5 separate regions of the Mus musculus genome follow, and all the other regions are linked to region 2. The links are chromatin contacts, called in public HiCAR-type, HiChIP or PLAC-seq, Micro-C and promoter capture Hi-C maps. All regions are on one chromosome and are shown on one strand. The core of a region is the stretch at or near the end of the contact, and the rest is flanking DNA. Distances in the headings are between cores, read along the strand shown. Region 1 holds the start of Oxr1 (oxidation resistance 1). Region 2 has its middle 10 kb from the start of Gm46502. Region 3 overlaps Oxr1 (oxidation resistance 1). Region 4 overlaps Oxr1 (oxidation resistance 1). Region 5 overlaps Oxr1 (oxidation resistance 1).

The links. Promoter capture Hi-C pulls out the DNA fragments that hold promoters and counts their contacts. A called contact is a pair of places that touch in the nucleus more often than the background predicts. HiCAR-type assays count read pairs that join an accessible place to other places. HiChIP or PLAC-seq counts read pairs in DNA pulled down with a chosen protein or histone mark.
Region 1: a contact with region 2 is called in a promoter capture Hi-C map of embryonic stem cells, with 2.6 times the contacts expected there. The contact joins the promoter of Oxr1 here to the enhancer-like site in region 2. A contact is called at or near these places in 9 of 39 promoter capture datasets (cranial neural crest, embryonic stem cells, hippocampal neurons and 3 more), 11 of 484 Hi-C or Micro-C datasets (LSK cells, cerebellar granule neurons, cortical neurons and 3 more) and 7 of 115 datasets of contacts at active chromatin or transcription factors (astrocytes, bone marrow-derived dendritic cells and embryonic stem cells).
Region 3: a Micro-C map of embryonic stem cells shows a contact between it and region 2, with 4 times the contacts expected there. The contact joins two enhancer-like sites. A contact is called at or near these places in 2 of 484 Hi-C or Micro-C datasets (both in embryonic stem cells) and 3 of 115 datasets of contacts at active chromatin or transcription factors (all in embryonic stem cells).
Region 4: a contact with region 2 is called in a HiCAR-type map of embryonic stem cells, with 5 times the contacts expected there. The contact joins two enhancer-like sites. A contact is called at or near these places in 1 of 484 Hi-C or Micro-C datasets (adipose-derived mesenchymal stem cells) and 1 of 115 datasets of contacts at active chromatin or transcription factors (embryonic stem cells).
Region 5: an H3K27ac HiChIP or PLAC-seq map of embryonic stem cells shows a contact between it and region 2, with 4 times the contacts expected there. The contact joins two enhancer-like sites. A contact is called at or near these places in 1 of 484 Hi-C or Micro-C datasets (adipose-derived mesenchymal stem cells) and 1 of 115 datasets of contacts at active chromatin or transcription factors (embryonic stem cells).

The regions. Positions count from the first base shown.
Region 1 is chr15:41,446,169-41,449,066 of GRCm38.p6, reverse strand. It overlaps Oxr1 (oxidation resistance 1), which reads right to left and starts at 1,585. Exons shown (of 17, transcript NM_001130166.1): 1 at 1,478-1,585.
Region 2 is chr15:41,162,229-41,165,297 of GRCm38.p6, reverse strand. No RefSeq gene overlaps it. Among named protein-coding and RNA genes, the nearest start is that of Gm46502, 10 kb to the left of the region's middle. Within about 2 kb of position 1,522, at least 74 of the 459 cell types and tissues checked have an H3K27ac peak or open chromatin away from gene starts, as enhancers often do. A contact at or near this core is called in cortical neurons, embryonic stem cells, muscle stem cells and 2 more, where this site is marked.
Region 3 is chr15:41,475,193-41,478,181 of GRCm38.p6, reverse strand. All of the region lies in intron 1 of Oxr1 (oxidation resistance 1), which reads right to left. Among named protein-coding and RNA genes, the nearest start is that of Oxr1, 29 kb to the right of the region's middle. Within about 2 kb of position 1,316, at least 5 of the 459 cell types and tissues checked have an H3K27ac peak or open chromatin away from gene starts, as enhancers often do. A contact at or near this core is called in embryonic stem cells, where this site is marked.
Region 4 is chr15:41,605,296-41,608,322 of GRCm38.p6, reverse strand. All of the region lies in intron 2 of Oxr1 (oxidation resistance 1), which reads right to left. Among named protein-coding and RNA genes, the nearest start is that of Oxr1, 160 kb to the right of the region's middle. Within about 2 kb of position 1,667, at least 8 of the 459 cell types and tissues checked have an H3K27ac peak or open chromatin away from gene starts, as enhancers often do. A contact at or near this core is called in embryonic stem cells, where this site is marked.
Region 5 is chr15:41,624,529-41,627,698 of GRCm38.p6, reverse strand. All of the region lies in intron 2 of Oxr1 (oxidation resistance 1), which reads right to left. Among named protein-coding and RNA genes, the nearest start is that of Oxr1, 180 kb to the right of the region's middle. Within about 2 kb of position 1,613, at least 18 of the 459 cell types and tissues checked have an H3K27ac peak or open chromatin away from gene starts, as enhancers often do. A contact at or near this core is called in embryonic stem cells, where this site is marked.

The DNA.
Region 1 (2,898 bases), core at 336-2,835, 280 kb before region 2:
CCATGATTCCAGAGCCCCTGTGACATCAGGGACTTCTCAGATTCCTTCCCTGAGTAGAAAGATGGGAACAACCCTGCCTGAGATGCATCCTCTAAGCACAGAAATCAGGGGAGACAAACAGCATCAGGTTTCAAATAAAAGGTAACCAGAGGGAGGCTATGGAAACCCATCACTGGGCCAGAAAGAATGTAACCAGCAAAAGGAGGCAGAAGACATACTGGAAGCGGAAGCACGTTTCCCTTAATCCTGTCCTGGACCACGTCCAGAGTCCTGATCTCCCAGTCGTGGAGACAGACTGCACAGCTCGGAGGACCCCTGGCCTGCACCACGCACCTGCAAAGCGCATGCATGTACACCCCCTGCTGCGTGTTGCACGCTGCAGACTTCTACCTTACTAACCAGCCCAAAACACAAATTCCCCCTCCCCATAGGAGACTAGGGATCCCCTTGGCCTAGAACACACACCACTCCCCCTCTGTGTAACGCACAAACCCAGCCCCACATTGCTTAAAAGGAACCCGGATACACAATCCGGTAAGCGAAAGCACTGGTGGCTCCCCTTAAGTGACTACCTTCCTCCCTGCTTCATCTCTGTCCAGGATCCTAGGAGCCTCCAAACCAGATAGGAGATGGAAGAGGAACCTCAGAGAAGTACCTCTAAACCTCTACCATGGGACTTGACTCACGGAAGCCTCCAACCCTATGCACAGGTTTGCAACTCCCCTTCCTCCCTATCCTAGGCATGAATCTACCCCACTCCCTGCTCACATTCCCCCATATCCCTCATCACCTTTCCAGCCCTCCCTTCCAGGCCACTTTCTAAACCCGCTGGTTCTCACAACGTGTTGCCTCACACACTCCCTCCGGAGGCTTGAATTAAATCTGCCTCTTTCCATCATATCTACCTAAGCTTGTTCTGATTCCCCGAATTAACCAAGTTCACCCGCCCATCAGGCGCCCACTGACCCTTCCACTGGCGTCCTTTACTCTCCTACAAATCCGCTTTTCACACGCCCCACTTTCCATCTATCTCCCCTTCTGTCATCCTGGTTCAGGACACACCGCCCTTCTATTTTGCTCTCTGACCCTCTGTCAGTCCTAGGGACACCACTTTCCCTTTTTGGCTGTTCCCAGGCAGGTCCCTGCTCTCCAAACCTTCCCTTCCCCATCGGGCACTAGCCGGCTCCTGGCCTGCCGGGTCCGCTCCCTCATCCGCGGTCCTTCTTCCTTCCAGAGTGACCCACACCTGAACCCTGAGCCAGTCCTACCCTCCGGGGTCTGCTCATTATAGCTTTTGCTAGAGCATCCTTGTAAGCAGGAGCTCTCTACCTGCCCAGCGGTTGGGAGAAGCGCGGGACTCCGGAGGCAGAAGGCTGCCCGCTCTCCGGGTGTCCAGGCGCTCTTCCCGCTCGCCATCCCCAGCTCCCCCAGCGCCTAGCCCTCGCCCCGGCGGCGCCCAGCAGCCGCACAAACTTACTTGCGGGTCGGCGGGAGGGGGCTGCGGCGAGCGGTGCGAGCCCCGTAGCGGCGAGTGCGCCCCTCTCGGTGGGGCCGGGCGGCGCTGGCACTGCGCTCCCGCGGCCGCGCGCGGACTGCGCTCAGCCTGACGCAGCCCAGCTCTGCCCCCACCGCCGTCGCCGCCGCCGGGGCCGCGGAGCGCTTGCAGACTTGCTCAGTTTCCGGACCTGCCCGCGTGGAAGCTACCAAGAGCCATCCGCGGCGGGGGAGGCGGCGCCGAGCTGCAGAGCGACGGCCACGAGCTGGAGGCGACCACGCCGGCGGCTCCGGGAAAAGGGGGGGCGAAGCCCTGCTAAAAATAGCTCCTGCGGAAGGAAGCTACCGGCTGCCAGCGCACCCCCTTTCCGCGCGTCCCCGCAGCGAACTCTCGGGCTCCGGGAGCTGGCGTCCTCCTGGACCCCTGCCCTGGGAAACCGTGCCCCAAGAACAGACACCTGCCAGGGTAGCCAGAGCAGAGTCCCAACTCCAGGCTGCGGGGTATGGCACCCCTTCCCGTCCCCGGTCCCCAGAGCTGCCCAGCAGCCCTAGCCTCAGGGCCTTAGACAGAGACATCGAGAAGATACTGGTCTGAAATTATGGGAAAGCTCCTCTGCTACTGACTTACCAAGAGGAAGAAAAAAGTTTTCAGGGTTATTCTGGTGGAATTGGAACGAGAAATCAAGGAAGGCGGGCAAAATACAAAGATCTGGCCAAAGGGTGAAGGTATGGGGCTGTGGGTTGAAAGGGGCTCTGGAAAGATCTCCTTAAATACAAGAGTAGGCTGGGCTTCTCCCCGACTTCTATTTCCGCAGGATTTTACATAATTAGTTGACACTCAGCCTGACCTTGGAGGCACTGTTCCTGTTGCCTGAACTGTAATTTACTTTCCCTGCCTGCTGCCTTCTACTTCCACCGCTCCCACCTTTCCAACTCTGCCTGGGAAATTATGAGAGAGGAGTAGGGGTAGGGGCCAAAGTACAACTAGGTAGACTGGACCTCGGCCCTTTCTTGAAGGAAGTCGGTCCCTTTGCCAAGATGAGACTGCATCAATCCGACCAGCAAATCAGCCCAAAGGCCTCTCAAAACCTGGTAGTGAGTGGGTTCTCACTATTAATCTCCAGGATACCCCACCTCAATTGCTGACAACTAGTGTTATCTCTTCTCTCCTTTGAAAGTGAAACGTCCATCAGTCTGTAAAACGAAAGCCAAGAGGAAAGGGGAGGAGGAAATATTTATACTGAAAAGGAAAAGAAATGAATTTGAGAAAAGCATAGTGATGTACATGCATTTCGTAATGAAACCCATTATTTTTTACCCTGAAAAAATCAATAAAGATTTCAATTATAAGAATGAGATGTTCACATATTTCCTGGGTCAAGTTATAGTTTTAGCTTTTTCTCT
Region 2 (3,069 bases), core at 273-2,772:
GCTACCGCCGCCTCTGGACCTCAACCACCATGGTTAGAGGTGCTCCGGCCCAGGAGCAACAGGGCTGAAAGGGCCAAGGTAGCAAGTCAGCTTCATCAAGACTGTTAAGGCCTGGAATTCTGAATTTAGCAGCATGAACTTCTACATGGGTTCGGAAGCACGGAAGTTCAAGGATACTTAGCCATCACTGCGGAAGGGGTGGGCGTAGGTGGGGTGGGGTGGGGGGTGGGGGTGGTAGGTTTTTTTCCTTGATAATATCAACAAAAGAAGGCTGTATGTAGCTTCTGGAATTAAATGGGTGCAGTTTCTTGTTCTTTGTTTTTCCTCCAAGCTGGGGACTGAGGTGAAAACCTGGAGGTGGTTAATTTAATGACTAGACGAGGAGGAAAATGAACCTAAAACCTTCCCACTGCTTCTGTAGACTTCAGTGTCAGACGTTTTTATCCATTAGTAGTTTTACAACACGTTATTAACCCATATCAGTTTTGCCATATTTCATAATAGGATGGATTTTTTTCAGCTATACAAATAGTGACCACTATGAAATGTATTTTATTATGAAATAGTTGAACATTTATAATTGACTGATAGCATATTAGGTTTATTTATAACGATGTCATTTGTGCGACCAAAATTAAACAGAGCGACTTTTGATGAATAGGGATTAAGTTTGCGCTCCCAGCACATCTAGTTACTTTGGAATCTGAAGATGGCATTGTAAGACTCTGATGAGCCTTAGCTTACTGGGGACCCCTGATTGAACCACTCAGAGTGGGGGAAGCATGCAAAAAGCAAGAGGAATTTATTGTTCCAATGCGTTTGGGGTCATCCTGCACCGGAAGGAGAGGCAGCCTCAAGCAGCCCAGTCAGGGAGTTTTTTATACAGTTTTCGGAGCAGCAGCCATTAGTCACAATGTGATTGGCAGAACAGTGTAATTTTTAAACTGATTGGTCACTAGGGGAATGAGGTGGCAAGAACTTCCCTTGTCTGTAGGTGGCCTTGTCTGTAGGTCTGTCCTACAGAATGTGTTTACCTCCTTTGGACCTCCCCAGCCTGCAGGTAGAGGTTGATCAGTGTCTCCCGCCCCACCTTGGCTGAGGAATGTTAATTAGCCCCTCCTTTCTGGAGGGGAGGGGTGCCTAAGTGTTCCATGACCTTTTTTCTTCCAGGAGGGGAGGGGTCTGGTGGCATTTTCCAAAGGTCCTGAACTGGCCTCTTCAACACACCATTAGGTGGGTGAATCCTTTGAATTCTCTGCTTCCCTTCGAATTGGGAAACAGTTTTCATTTACTTTCATAAAGTCGAAGGTAATAAAATGGCAGTTGTTTTTGTTGCCCGAGAAATGGAAGGAGCAAGTTCAAGGATAAAAATGAGTAACTGCTGTGGGCTGAGGTTGTTCGAATAAGCAATTCCGTTCTTTTGTGAAAAATTCTCGGTTCTCCATTAATTACATGAACTTCCTGTAGGGCTACAAAGTATCTGCGGCAGTTATTTAAAGAGCAGCACCACCTAGTGGCTAAATAATGCAACTACTTTATCCTAAACAGAAAAGAAAAACAGTTTCAATATCCAGACAGGTAGCTATCCAAACAGTGTCTGTTATTAGAACTATTCCTCACAAGTTTTCTTATTTACTGACTTCACTGTTTTAAAATATGGTTTTTTTTTAAAATAAAAAGGTCTGTAACCATAACAAATGTTAACTCTTCCATGTTCACTTTAAGAGCATTAAAAATTATTGGAAAGGTCACTGTGGTAATTTTAACATTGTGATCTTTAAAAATGAATTTTAAAGAACCTTTAAAATATTTGCTCCTTTAAGGCATTGAAATTCACTTACTAAAATTATTACATGTTTCTTATAGTCTCATTTGTACGGACATATTTTGAAGGCATTTAGTTCAAAAATCTTCAGCCATAAAATACCATCAGAATTCAAAAAGCCATTTGGAGAAGGACATATATTTATTATACTGTTAGTATGATTATTTAGAGTAGTGATTCTCAACTTAATTTTGGTATCACTTAATATAGTATCTCATCTTGTAACATGTTCCCCAGCCATAAAATTATTTTCATTGCTACTTCATAGCTGTAATTTTGCTAGTAGCATGAATGTAAATGTTTGTGTTTTCTGATGGTCTTAGGAGCCCCCTTGAAAAAATTGCGGGTCGCGACCCACAGTTTGAGAATCACTTATTTGGAGCCAGTCTTGCGCATCTACAGAAGCATTTGGTTCAGAATACAGTGTTGCTGCCCTCTTGTGGCTAGAAGAGCACACCGCGCCTGGATATGATCAGTCAAAGAGAAAGTTTTATAATTTAAGAAAGAAAAGAAAAAAAGGAATGCGAGCCGTTTTCACATTTGTTTATCCACCATAGCCAAAGTTCCAAATGCTTAGTTAATTTACTTACAGGGCCAACCAAAGGAAATGAACTTATTTGAACTTCCCATCTGAATTTATTTAACCATACACTCCCCCAACCACACACATACCCCTACTTACATAACTTTCACTAACCACTACAAACCCTGCAGAACATCTTTTGTAAAAGTACGAGTTAACACCTTTTACCTAATACTGCGGTAATTGGTTTTGTTCTCACTCTTAGTATCTTAAAGAATAAACTGCATCTAAGTTAAGCTGAAAATCCTCCCTTTGACTTCCATTTCATCCTGGGATGAGTTCAGTAGCTCTTTCCAAGGTGCAGGACATGCATTTTATGTGCTGAGATGCTCTGGCCCCTGTCGTTGTGGCACTGAATGGAAAACAAGCTTTCGATGCATGTTCCAAATGCAGAAGCCAAGCGCTTCCTACAATGTTGGCTGGGACACTGCTGCTAGGATGAATGGTGCTTTTCAGATTCCTCGCAGCAGAGAGAGCGGGTTTTCCAGGAGGAGTTCCGACTTCCTGTTTACATCTCTCATCTTGGATTAGGAGTTTTATGGAGGACTAAAGGAAAACAAGGCAGAAACAAAGGAGCGATTTAGCCTCTGCTTTAAGATACAGGCATCTTAGGGCAGCGTTTTTGTTTTTTTTTGTTTTTGTTCCCTGTCTGAAGGCTTCC
Region 3 (2,989 bases), core at 67-2,566, 310 kb before region 2:
TAATAGAATAAAACTATTAATTTTAAGAATTTAGATATCAGTGCCTTGTGAACAAAATCATTATTCTTTCACTATAATAAAAAAAATCACATTTGATATAGTTTAGACTAATCTGAGAAACATTAGATTGAAGTACTATTTAATCTTTTGTTGAGCTATGGAGGTTGAGAATCCCCTACATTCATTTTTGTTAACCTTCAGGCATTCCTTGAACATGTATGCACTTTTCTCTCCTATTATTATCTCTTATGGATACTAAATCTACCTTTATGTCCAAAATTACAAGTTAGAAGCCACAAGAAAAGACATTTTTTTTAATGTTACCAATAGCAAGTCATATAGGTGCAGGAAAGTTTCAAACATTAATCTGTATAATAGTATCAAAGGGTCTTCCAAATGCAAAATAAAAATGTAATTCATGCTGTGTTATAGTAAAAACGTCCGCAGAGACGGAAAATCCTCAAGAACGTGGAAGCAACAGAAAACTCAGAGCAGGTCCCCAAAGCCCAAGCCAAGGAGACACCCTCCAGTCTACCAGCAGGGAAGAGGAGAAGATGATGAGTCTTCAACCAGACCATGCACTGTGACTCGAGGCTAGAACCAGCAAATCAAACTCTCCGTACCAGTTGCAATTTATGAAGCAGAATGAAGGACCCCAGATGCTGGTTTACAATAGCAATGAAGTAAAAACACAGAACACAAACTGAGTCTTTGACAGACACTGATCACAAAAGACACTTGGGCCTAGGGAAATCAAAAGCTGTGGTGAAAACTTAAAAACCAAGCATGAAGAGAAAATAGGAGGATAAGGCGGGCATCATGTCTGGGGAATACCTAAGGGCTTGAAAAAATGAACTTAGGAAACTATCTTTCTTCCACAGCTAAACAAAGCATTAAATAATGTTTTAATGTAATGTTTCTCAAGTTAGTGTAAAACACATCCAATATGATTTTCATTGCAGTGCAAGAACTACGCAGTCTCTGAGTAATTCCTAAACCTACCGCTAGGCGTCTTTACACTCATCTAATTAGAAAGCTTGATTCTTCTAAGCTATTAACATGTTCAAGTACTTTCCTAAATCTCCCTCACGAAAAAGTAAAACTCCATAATGTGTGGGGAATGTGGAGCTAGCCAGTGGGTAAAGCTTGCAGTATAAGCAGGGGGTCCAAAGATTGGATTTTAATCACCCACAAAAACAAAAACAAAAACAAAAACAAAAACAAAAGATAATCAACAGCCACTGCACCACAAGGCTGGGCTCCCGGAAGCAGAGGTAGGACCCAGCAAAGTTACTGGCCAGTCAGTGCTGTCAATCAGTGAGCTCACTGAGTGTCAGTTTCAGTGAACTACTCTGTCTCAAAACACAAGGTAGAAAGAGACAGAAGGCGCTGGATGTCCGCCTGTTCCAGCATGAACGTGGTGTGTTCCCACACCCATGTGTGCACACATACACATAAACCGCACACCCATACAAACACACACAAACACACACACAATGTGACATCCACATCCACCCATGTTACTATTTAAGCTACGGATACATAATTTTATGGCTATCGTTTTAATATTAGAGGAGAGAATTGAGGTATCACAGGTTTTGCAAATAAAATAGTGAATACGGCATAGGCCTAAATTATTAAAGCGTAATTAATTAACAGAGGCAGCACTTGGGAAGATAAGGTGCCATAACACATTCAACATCAGTGAATATAACTTTTTTATATAATAATTTTAGCTGGGCCTAACTAGTAATTTCTGCTCACTCAGAAGACAGAAGCATGGAATTCCTGAGTTTAGCTTTCATTGTTTTCTTTTTAAAACATTATACCACTTAAAATAAAAGGTAGAAAATGAAAGGTAATTCTTGCCATAGTTTTTTTTTTTAATCTCAAACAAAAGAACGAATATAAACTGAGTGTGGGGCTTTTCTCTGTGTATTAACTGAAGTAGGAGAAATAGTTAATCATATTATGATGACTTCCAACCTCTGACTGCAACAGCAGAAAGGGAATTCTCTCTACTCAAAGGTGGAAGTTGTAACAGTGTTTCCCTAAAATGCACACTATTTAGAACTTGGCGGCCAATATGTCAGCCAATAGCCAGAAGTACCTACTGAGCTCTTAAAAAGGGCCAACTCAATGGAGTTTCACTTTTAAATTTAACTGAGATAGGTTCTGAAATGAAATGTATGAATTGAATTTTGAAGATATTACAAAAGCGGTAAATATTACAAAAATCCTTTTCAATATTGCTTATAAATTAAAATGATTTTTATTATTACATTGAGCTAAAAGGGTATTATTAAAAATAATTTAGCCCACCTGGATTTGTGTTTGATTTTCTAATATTTTATTACATTCATTCATTTCTGGGAAGAGGTGGCTTGTGTGTGACAGCATGCATGTGGACCTCAGAGGACAAGCTGTGGCCATGGGCAATGGTTCTCTCCTTTTACCACACGGGTTCTGGAAACGGACTCAGGTTATCAGGCTTCGTGGCATGAGTCTTTACTCTCTGAGCCATCATGCTGGCTCTAATGCCTTGAGAAAATTAAACAACACATAGCTCCCATCATATTAATATTACCTAGCCTTGAGTCTAGATACCTTAAACAAAGTGGGGAATTTGGTTGGATAGATCTTTTCAAGCTAGTACCCCTCACTTTAAAATAAATTGGACAACTATGCCATTTTGTTTTTACATTTTATTCTTAAGATTCTAATATAATCACATTTCTCCCATCCTTCCTTCCCTCCAAACCTTCCCACATGCCCACCCTTGCTCTCTCTTTAAATCCATGGCCTCTTTCCTTATTAATTATTGCTTTTTTATTAGTCGTGGGATTTTACTCATTTGGAATAACTCCTGGCTTAGACTCTACAACAGCAGAAAAGACAAAATTCAAAGCATTCATCCAAGTAAAAGATGTCTTTAAGCACAATATGTAGAATGCTAACCTGGGTAAAGAAGATAGTTGATTATATTTTG
Region 4 (3,027 bases), core at 418-2,917, 440 kb before region 2:
ATCATCTTTAATTTATCATTTAAGAATGAACCCCGAATGGAAAATTACATACATGATCTAACAGAACTTCAATGCTTGTGTTGGGAGTCAAACTGTGGTCCATGGATCCTACACACAAAACATTTTCTGGACTCTCAAACTCCAAGCCTCACCCATGGTGGACAATTAAGCAAGGATGGCCCTATCCCTGAGGCCATGTCTTATCCTTAGGTGTATCTGACTCCCACTTCTCTGGGCAGGAAACAGTCTTTGTTCTTACATCACATTTATTATTTAGATATAACTCTTGGCTTTACCCACTAAACTGTAAAACTGGAGAGCATGAATTGTTCCTTTATTTTCAATTTTCTTATAATATGAACTTGAGAAGCAGGAACCAAACCCTTAAGAAATGTATATAAACTAAATTACAGATACATATACAGTAAAGTTGTGTTGCTAGTTCCAAGGCAGTTTTAAAAAGCCAATTAAAAAAATTACATAATAAAGGTATGTAATATCCCTGTTCCTGCTCTATTTTAAGATAACTAAACTTTCCAGTAACATCATTTAAATGAACAAAATTAGCATTTGAAAAGAATTTTTGTTGTTTGAATTAAAAGGAATCAACATAAAATCATTCTAAAGCTGGTTTGAGGTGAATGTGCACAAAAAATTTATTAAAATACAAAACTTCGGAGTCAACGTGAATATCTCTAATCACAGTTAAGTCTAACTGTTCACAAGTACCATGCACTCATATGTTGCCCTATATTTCAGATAATTCAAAACACAGTGTCCAGAATACTGATTTTAAAACTCGTATCCTCAGGTGATTTCCTTTACATCATCATATTATAACAAATCACTTTACAACTTTTTTAAAATGCTATTTTTAATGCTATTTATTTAATTCTATATTTAAATGCTATTTAAAGATGCTATTACTTTCAGACATTGGAGTTTTGAAAGGAATCAGGCTCAGTTGTTGCTTTATAGAGAACTGCCAAACTAGCATATAGGTTTAGAACAGTGGTTTTCAACATGTGAGCCATGACCCCTTTGGGGTCACCTACCAGATATTCTGTATATCAGATATTTACACTATGATTCATAACAGTAGCAGAAGCAAAATTGCAGTTATGAGGTAGCAAAGAAAATAATTTTATGTTTAAGGTCACCACAGCATGAGAACTGTATTAAAGGGTCTCAGCTTTAGGAAGGTTGAGAACTTCCACTTGAAGCAAAAAAGTCAGATTAATGGCTAGGTGAGCTGCTCCTTATTAAGACAAAAGAAAAAAGGACCAGAGACAGGGGTCAGAGGTTCAGAGTGCTTACTGTTCTTCCAGAGGACCTGAGTTTGGATCCTAGCACTCTTGTGGTACAATTTACAATCGCTTATAAGTCCAGTTCCAGGGAATTCAACACTTCTGACCTTCATGAACACATCACACAAATATGTACATACACATACAAACACACAATTAAAGACAATAAATCTTAGACATATAATGAAGGAATTGCTTTTCACAAACACTGGGGCTAGAACTAATCATAACTAATCAGTTGAAGGTTTGCTTTACTTTGAAGCAGAGAAAACCTCTTTCTATGAGCAGTGAATGGAACTCCAGGCAATGTAGGATTTGCTGTTTGTTCTGTACAGTGAGCTCCTGCTGTGTCGTGGCCGGCTTACTCTCAGGGAGGATAGCGTTTGGGATGTGTTCATGGCCCTGCCACGTATCTCTTTTTGTTTTGATTGCCTGTGGGTTTCCATTCTAGTCCGAATTCTGAACATCAATGATTCAGTCACCTTCCCCTTCCATCAGCAAAAAAGTCACATTGTGTGCGGACTTCCAAGCTTCCATTTCCTGAGTATCTTTTGTGTGCCTCAAACAGAAGAAAATGCGGAGAGACAGACATGAAGCTGCATTCTTTGAGGTGGTAGGGAATGGTTTAAGAAATAGACACTTGGGAGGATGTGCCCAGGCATGATTTTGATCAAAAGACCACAGAGCCATTGCACTGTGACAAGATGTGCCTTCATAATCTGCCTCTAGCACGGCGTTGGTAAAATGCCTGGCTCGTTTAACTGTTTCAGTCGGGTATCTATTTCAAACACCCAGGCAATTGATCGTCCACATATCTGAGCACTCACCACACTATGAATAAATTATGGCCCATTCATCATGTGAAATACACACCAAGACAAAACTGAGCTGAAGTCCCACACACCACTCCCCTCAAAGCAGGTGCTACATTACAGTCTTGCAAAGTAATGTTTGTACTATTTTCATTTTTGTTTAAAAATATGAACCAACCCACATGATTGTAGGTTAAGGACAAAGAAAGTTGGGCAAGGACACTCTACCCTGCCAAAGAGAAAGAAGCAGATGTTGTAGGAGTGGTGGCAATTGCAGACCAATACACAAGGCACAGGGCACACTGAATAGTATGTAGCCTGTATTAAACAGTGGCATTTCTCCACAGTCAGTGGACTCCGATCTGAAGTCATTTCTAAAGAAACAATTGATAAGTTTTCTCAGTAAGTGACACAACTTTTAAAAGTTGAATTGTAGTCTATACAACCACCTGCTTTTGGCCGTTTTCAGCCTTTAAATATCCATGGAAAGAAGAGCTATAGATTCTGATCTGATTAAACAGTCACAACTGAGAAAGGGAGTGAGGTCAGCTACAGTAGGTTAGAACTCCCTGAAGGTCCTTCAAACCTTGGATTATCATGATTCAGGCGCATAATAAATCTATATTTTTTATAGATCAAGTTTCCAAATTAACTGTGATTTTATGGCTTTCAAATGCAAGTTCTCTGTCAAGTGCAATGTCCAGGCAGGCAGCGCCATGCTAATTAAGGAATCTCATTAAATATTCAAGTTTTAAGAATTGTGTTTTCCCCACCTTCTCACTTATAAACGTCGTATCAGAGAAGAAAAGCAGCATTAATTTTATTAGGTAATATAAAATGTTGCTTACCTCAGGGCTCAGGGAAGAGGAGAGAAGAGGAAGCAGAAAGATTTTAAGAACCCGAAGGGA
Region 5 (3,170 bases), core at 364-2,863, 460 kb before region 2:
CATGTATTTGAACACTTGGTTCTCCAATTGGTGGTACTATATGGGAAGGTTATGGAACCCACAGGAAGTAGTGCCTTGCTGGACAAAGTGAGGAGGTCTTATAGAGGTTACAGACAATCTCTATGTTGGATTCACACTCTCCACTTCCTGCTGCTGGTTGGGAATATGAACTCTAGGCCTCCAGCCCGGGCTGCCTGCTGCCACGCCATCCCTAGGATTAGGTACTCTCAGTCTGGAAATCATACACCCAAACAAACTCCTCCTCCCTTTAAGTTGTTTTTGGTTATGACACATGATCACAGCAACAAAAAAAATGAACTAACAAAAATATAGACTTTCACAATTTAGAAAAATTATAATGAACATTGAAAAAATATTTTAGTATAAATCCCTATGTGAAGTCTTTTGTCCCTGCTCAGGGCTTGAGAAACCTGGCTACCCCACTTATGATTCTGGACTGGTGAACTTCATTAAAACATTAATATCCCCACCCCATAACATTGATATACTATTTATTATACATGATATGTAGTACTTTGGGGATTAATTATTCTGGGAACTCAAGGTCTTTGAAGAAGCATGTCTTTTATAAAACAATTAGCTTTTCCACTGGAAAGAAGACCTGTGGTTAATAGCTTAAAACATGAAGGAGCTTGCCTCACTGTCCCGGGCCTGGAGGCAGGACAGTAAACAATAGGTATTTCTTTTACACTGAGCATCATTTAGGCGACCCGCTGGTAACATGTTCGTGGTGCACACACCTAAGAGCTTAAGCACATAGAGCGCAAGGTGCTGTGGTCACAGATAAGCACTAGAAAAACCAGGAATGCTAAACACGCTAGATGATCTCCAGATAGAGGAGACGTTTACCCTTTCTCCACTGGGAAAGCTAGCAATGGATGTAGTTAATAGCCTGGTGATCTGTGCTATTTATAGGACCAGGCCACACCCGAATCCCCCAGGCTACCATGTTTGTTTATCCCAGACTCTTCCTCCCTAGACATTTATCTCAGTGAATAAAACCTATCCTTTTGGGAGATGTCATTTGTACTTCACAACAGCCTCAGTAACTTCTATGCTATTTGTAGGGCCAGGCCTCTCCTGACTCCCACAGAATTGTATATTTATACATCATTCTCCTTAGACCCTGACCTTGAGCACTGTTTCTTAACCAACATAACACATCTTTCTGGAAAAGCCACATGTACTTTGTAAAGAGTTTCAATGTAAACACTTTGTTAATTCTAATTAACACAGGATTGAGTCAATTATCACCAGGAGACTCTTTTCCCAAAATTGTGCTATACTTAAATATGCCTAAATTAAAATGATCAAGGTCACACCCTACAACTTTGGGACATCACCAGCTATTGAGTTGTGTTGAACTGGACTTCCTTCTTGTCTCGCACCAAATGTTACTCTGACAGCCCTGGTGTTTGCAGAGACCCCACCCCCAAGATGGCCATAGAGTGCTGAGGGAAACCACACCTGATTACGTGTCAGTTCTGGCTCTGACTTTCTTCTCATTTTACTTCAGATGCTTGGAGGCAGCTGTGCCGAAAGTCTGGATTTCTATTTAAAGTTTTCCTCTGAGGTCTTTCTGAGCTGACACCATCGAAGGAGATCAGGAAACTATGGTGAGGGTAACCATGTCACTTGCTCACTCTCAGCAGACACTTCTAATGTAAATGTGACACCAGAAAGCTTGAGAAACTGTCGTGAGCCTGGTAATATAAGCGGATATAACTTATGTAGCTTGTCACAGGATTTCCTTTGCAGTCCACTGTTAAAATGTGGAATAAAAGTGGCCACTTACCTACTTGAGTATGTGCTTCGTGAGAGTTGATCTAAAGCCCCAAGTTGGCCATCTTAATTACTCCTCACGAGTTGTTCCTTCTGGGTTTCATTTCACAGGCACATGTCAGATGACACCCTCTAACTCACAGGAGATTATACACCCCTGAGTTAGCCTTGCTCCTTGACCCAGCCACTATTAACCATAGAGCCCCATTCTACATCTCCTCATCATAGAAAATGTTACCAGCATGCACTAGTCATTTTCAGCCCTGAAAGTGGAAAGTTTTACATGAGAAACATTTTCATAGGAGCTCGCTGTGAAGGTTGAAAAGAAGTGACACATAGACATATTAATTGTATGGATCATTTAATATTCCAGATAAGTCAAAGTGTGCGGGAAGTACCTGGACGTCAATGACAGTGAACTGTGGTTTGTGTAAAATATTAACTGAAAATTTGAGCTAAGCACTCATAGAAGTCAGTAAAGAGAAATTGGGAATGGGAAGGAGTTATAAAGCATGCCAGTAATCACAGTGAGACGGCTGATGGAGGACTCCCAGGCAGGAGCAATGCACAGAGGAGCTCTGGCTATCAAAATTAACATAGGAGAAATTGGGAGGCTCACATATGGAGCTCAGCATCGGGAAGGATGTCAGAAAGGAATGGAGAGAAATGAGTGATAGCCCAGAGTCAGAGAGAGCCATCGGACTCCAGAACCAGCAACAGAGACTACCGCAGTTTCCATGATAAATGTGTCCTATGTGTGCATTTCCCTCAGGGCACACAGGCCATCCACATCGCCACATGACAGCAGCTCCTCCAGTTTCCCTAAACACAGGCCAAACTAGGCAAGCTGAAGTCATCATTCTTGTGTGCTGACACACGACTACGGTGACAGCCTATACACCTTCCTCTGAGAGTAGGCCAGAGCCCTGGGGTAATACCTGCTCACATTGGGCCTTTAATTTTCTATGGCTCGTGGTACAGTGTGGCACTGTGTCTTCCCCCATACCCTATTGTCCAACAGATATTTTACCTGTTCCCCCCCTTTTTTTGCAGCTGCTCCTGGTCCTAGGACTTGATATAAGCACATTGACCACAGTCCTGTGCTCTAATCCCACTGAAAGTTTTCAGATAATTAAACAGGGAATGCTATGTGCATGTGCGTGCATGCAAGTGTGCGTGCGTGCAGGGGTGTATGTGTGTGTGTGTGTGTGTGTGTGTGTGTATTTAAAACAAACAAAATACATCAGTGCAAATATGCCTTTGGTGGTACAAGATATGGTTAGGGAAAAAAAATACAGCTTCATCTCTATATTTGTGGTTCAAAGCAACATGTCTCACAATGATACTGCTCAGAGAGCCCTGTTCTA